Linked DNA regions of Astyanax mexicanus: region 1 is linked to region 2. Evidence: chromatin contacts called from public Hi-C data. All regions are on one chromosome and are shown on one strand. The core of a region is the stretch at or near the end of the contact, and the rest is flanking DNA. Distances in the headings are between cores, read along the strand shown.

Region 1 (2,700 bases), core at 158-2,657, 200 kb before region 2:
TATATTACCCTGATAAAAAACTCCAGATCAGCTGGTCAACAAGAAAAAAAAAAAAAAAAACATACCCTATGCTGTTTGTTCAGCTTGTTAACTAGCTCTTAACCAGCACAAGGAATGTTTTCTCTGGATGACCAGCTGTAAATTTTAGCAGGGTAATTTCATGTAACATTTCTCATATTGTTTCCATATTTATCTGAGGTAAAGCTTAAGCTATCCACCCTATTGTGGTTAAATATCAAGGTAACTAAACTATTTTATGAACACAAAATATCTCTTTGAATCAGAACAATATAACACATCTGCAACTCCACCTTCATCAAATGCCAATTTTTGCTTAAATGACACAAAGGCATGATGCAGCAGATCTTAAACAGCAAAATATTATGCCCCGATCTGAAGAAACTCAAAAATAGATGAGAAAACAAAGTCACTGACATTTGTCAATCAGAAAAAGTTACAAAGTTCTAAATCCTTGGACTCCAATGGACCACAGTAAGAGTTATTATTCACAAATGGAGAAAACATGGAACCCTGGTGAAGACAAAAAGTGTAACTTTTTGGAAGGTGTGTGTCCCGTTACGTCTGGTGTACAATTAACACATCAAACCAGCAAGTCCACCGCATAATGACATAATGACAAAAAATTAAGGTTTTGGAGGTCACTGACCATCAGTAAATTTGGTATTTCATTAGGAAATAAGATAAGATAAAATAATCGTTTATTAATTCCACAGTGGGGAAATTCACAGTACGACAATAAACAATAAAACACTAAAAATAGATCACTCTGTGTGTAATACATCTATACAATAAATGGGTTTCATATTTTGAACTGAATTGCTGAAATAAAATATATTTTCAATTATATTCTAATGTTTTGAGACGTACTAGTGTATTAGTCAGTCTGTGAAACATGGCTAATGCCGCCATCTTGAGGAGATTTTGTTCTGCTGCAGTCAGGCAGACTCGACCATGCTGCTCCTCATTCATACAGACTGACATAAATACACATATAAACAGGAGCAGAATCCAGTTAAATGGATGTGCAGCATTGTATCTAATTGATACACATCTTATTTTATATTATATGTTAACGTCAGTTTTTTCTCCGTTAAAATTAGCTGTTACAGCTGTGTTAAGGAGTGGTAGTGTGGGTGTGTGAGACGGTGTGTGATATTTAGGCACCAGCAGGGGCTCTTCAACAAAGCAGAATTTCTGAGATTAATAGGGGTGGGTAACCCAGATCCAGTAAGTAAAAACCCACCTCAGGGTTTTGTACCAACTTCAGCAGAGCCGCCCAGGCAGTTGGTACAAAACCCTGGGATGGATTTTTACTTTCTGGAACTGAGTTAACCACCTCTGAAGACTAGCATATGATATTTAACAGGGGATGGGATATTATCTTTTCTCATGTGGGAGAGGCTACACTTTAGGATTTAGGATTAGTGTATGTGTATAAACTGAGAACCTAGCGTTAGTTAGCTATCTATCTTTGCTCAGGAACCCTCCGCTCTCCTTCGCTTCTTCTTCTTCTTCCTCTCGGCGCCTCCATCGCGCTCTTTGTTGTGGCAGACGGCTGACATTTGTCCTCCACCAATAGGAGAGCGCCTTATTGAGCGGAGGCTGCCAATAACGTGCGACCTCATTGGGAGGTGGCGGCTGTGGCGAGAGGCGCGCAGGCGATCGGGATACGGTAAAGCAGCGAGCGGGGCATTTGTTCTCGATTCCGGTTGGAAAAGTGAAGCTAACTCCGCGCCTTAGCTGCAGTATTTGGCGAGGCGTCGGTGCGGGGAGTCGGTGTGAGGCGGTATCCGGGAGTAATCGGTAGCTGAGGTCGTCGTGTGAAGCGCGGGAACACATTCAAACCCGCCCGCCCACCGATCTGACGTGTGTCCGCGGAGCCGCGCTGCGGGACTCGGACCCACACCGGAGAACTAGCTTAGCGCGGTTAGCACTGTTAGCTGACCCCGCTAGCTTTAGATAACAGCCGGGGGAGAACTCATATTTACACAGTTCTGCCTTCAGTTCAGGGCTCTCTCCTGCCCGCCCTGGCCCGGTCCTGAGCTCTGAGCTAAAGCTAAGCTAACTTGGCTAACTAACTAGCTAACAAACAAACAAAGCATGGCGGAATTCTTGGAAGACCCGTCGGTCCTCACCAAGGAGAAGCTGAAGAGTGAGCTGCTCGCCAACGATGTTCTTCTGCCCAGCGGAGAGCACAAGAAAGAGGTGTATATCCAGCTGTACCTGAAGAACCTCACCGCTCAGAACAAGAGGAAAGCTCCCCCAGCGGACACCTTCTCCAGCGACGAGGAGATCACACCAGTGCTCTCCAACAGGAGCCGCTCTGGAAAGGTAACGTTACTTAACTTAGCTAAGCTTCCCAGTGCAGCAAAGCCAGCTGATCTCCAGTCACTGCCCATTTATATAAACACCATGTGTAGTCCACATGTCCTCTTGTCTTTTCATAGAATCACAGACTGTGAAACTGATATTCTTTTTGTTGAAAAAAAAAAAAGGTTTTCTCCCCACACAATTTGGCCAGTTTCAGTATGTATTGGTTGTGTGAGATTAGGGGTGAGCGATATTACATTACATTTGGCAGACGCTTTTGTCCAAAGCGACTTAAAATAATGATGTACATTTAGTATTAAAAGGACATAGAAGTTCAAGGTAAAAAAATCATTTAAGATAAACATATGT
Region 2 (2,700 bases), core at 113-2,612:
TACGCTTGGACCTGTAACACACACACAGGCAGCATGCTGGGATTGTCAGAATCAACAGAATTGTGATGACTTATGGCAAATGCTGTTACTGACATGCCCTGTGAATTGAGTGTCACCAGATTCTTTCAGTGTTGATTTAACTTTGCATTTCTTTCTTTATGTACATCTACAGTAACATCTATGTTCATTCTCAGCCCCAGCACGGGGGATGTACCTCAGTGTAAAAGGGTTTTATTCTAAGACAAGAATAATAAACAGTTGTCCTTAATTATGTTTGCTTCTCTTTGTACTTCTTGAAATATTTTGTGGGTAAATCAGGGAAAATAATTTGGTAACTTTACAGATGAATGCAAAAATGTTTTTAACTTTGAATGTAAGTTCAACGTGTGTTCAATGTAAGCTGCTCTTAAGCAGAGCATCAGATAAAAGCTAAAAATGTATGTAAATGTACATCTGAACTGTACATCTGGTTATATTGGTAGGCAAATGCAGCATTAGGAGACTTGCTCAAGAGACTTAAACTAAACTAATGAAGTCAACACATTCATGCTGGTTAGAAACTTTTAGATTTTATCCAGCATCAGCAGAGGCTCATTTCTTTTTTATAAGTTAGTTAGAAATTGGAAATGCATATATTCAGTGATAGACAGACATTTGGGCACACATACTTATTAATAGTTGTTATTTATTTGTATTATTTACTACATTATAAATTAATGTTGTAGACTTAAACACTATAAAGGAACAAAGGCAATTAGGTAGACAAAAATGTGTGCTACTTTGAAGAATTAGAAGTTAGAATTAGAATTAGAAGAACATTTTGCATTGTTTACCACTTACTTTTTTTGTTTACGTCAATTGAATATGCGTTTATTTGTTGTTTTGAGTAATTCAATATTAATCTACATTGTAGAAATGAAATGACAATAAATGAGAAGGGGTGTGTCCAAACCTCTTCTCTCTCTTCCTCGGCTATGTTTTTGTGTTGATCTTTGTTTTTGAAATTTTGACAAAGTATAGTGACTAATGAATGTACTATAGTGCTATTGTTGTGCAAAAATAGTCAATAAAAAAAGTTGAAAAAAATCTTCATAAGTTAAAATGATAGATGAAGCACTGTAAGGAACTTTACACAGCTTTTCAAGGCTCTTTGACGTTACTATGAGCTCTTTTGGGTTGTATTTTAAAAAAAAAATACAAGAAAAAGTGTACGTATTAGGTGGTGATTATAAAGTTTTTAACTCTGGTTTGAGTGCGAAGCACGTGTTGGGTAAAGCTCTATGAGTGAGTGGGTGGGGTTTCTTTTCATATTGTCGTAGTGGGCGGGGCCAGTGCTGAGGTTACCTCCCACTGAGGCTGCACTGCCATCTCTCTCACTTCATCCGAGTGAATTTAGTGGGTGAGCAGACAGCTGGACTGAGCTTAGGACCACCGACCATCTCTGAACCGCCACAACCACCCTCACCATCATGGGGCTAACCAACGATCCCAACTACCGAAAACTGGAGCAATGGTACAAATCAAACGCTGGAGGTCTGAACATGAGGCAGATGTTCGACGGAGACAAGGACAGGTTCTCCAAATTCAGGTACAAATAAGCAGGACTTGGGCTGTAAATGAGTGAATCAATCACCTGCAACTAAAAACAGTGGATGAAGGAAGTATAGTACCGTAGATGTCTTTCAGAGTGAGGACAGTGTTTGTAATCTATCTAACGCTAATTTAGACACTCACACTATGTAGTTATCTAGTTATTTAGCTAGTTAGTTAAATCCACTGGTTTGGTGTGGTGTAATGTTATTCTAGCCTTGAACGTCTCTGTTGGTTGCCAGGATATTGCAACACGACCACTTGTGGCAACGTCCTATTGCTCTCAACTGATAACACTTTACTGTTCACTGATTTAGCTTCAGCGTCTGCCCTTATTTGTATGTTAGCATAGTACTTCGCAGTGTTTTAACCCAACTGAGGCGCCTTTCTCATGTTCATTTTGGCTCAAAATGCTCAAAAAGGCCTCCTGTCGAACGTTAGATGTAGGCAACCCAGGTCCAGAAAGTAAAAATCCTCGCCAGGGTTTTGTAACAACTGCCTGCTGTGCTGCCCGGGCAGTTGGTACAAAACCCTGGGATGGATTTTTACTTTCTGGACTTGAGTTACCCACCTCTAAGCTACTGTAGATAGACAGCTAGAAGATGCTAAGCTAAGCTAAGCTAAAAGACAGGAACTAGCCTGCTAAAGCTAGCTGCACTGCACTGCACTGGATACAAGGTCACTGATCATCGATTGGGCATATCTACCTATCTACAGGCCTAACTGAGCCTTTAAATGGCTATATAACTAGCTATATTTATGATAAATTTCGTGCACTACAATCACACACGCTGTTATGCACGTTATTCCCATTAATTCACTATAATAAAGTGTCATACCGTCTCTTTAAATGTGTAGTTAAAGGTGAGGCTAGGTTAAGGTTAAGTTAGGTGTAGTCGGGCTGTAAGGTTAGCTGATGTAACGTTAGTGGAAGAAATCTTTTATTTTGGTTGTAGCCACGTTTAGTGGAAACTGTAGCTAAATGAGTCACGAAGCCAGTGTAACGCAACCTACACCACAGGGCGCACGCGTCCTCCTCCTCCTGTAGTGAAGCTACGTGATGTCCAGCACACACACTCCCAGTGTTTAGCTATATGATGGGGTGATGGA

What was found. Hi-C and Micro-C count contacts between places; a contact is called where the count stands out from the background.
Region 1: a contact with region 2 is called in a Hi-C map of muscle, with 3 times the contacts expected there. The contact joins the promoter of tmpob here to the promoter of gpia in region 2. A contact is called at or near these places in 2 of 3 Hi-C or Micro-C datasets (blood and muscle).

The regions. Positions count from the first base shown.
Region 1 is chr2:59,331,102-59,333,801 of AstMex3_surface, reverse strand. It overlaps tmpob (thymopoietin b), which reads left to right and starts at 1,407. Exons shown (of 6, transcript XM_007228169.4): 1 at 1,407-2,352. The coding sequence starts at 2,122.
Region 2 is chr2:59,134,194-59,136,893 of AstMex3_surface, reverse strand. gpia (glucose-6-phosphate isomerase a) reads left to right here and starts at 1,362. Exons shown (of 17, transcript XM_007228187.4): 1 at 1,362-1,588. The coding sequence starts at 1,470.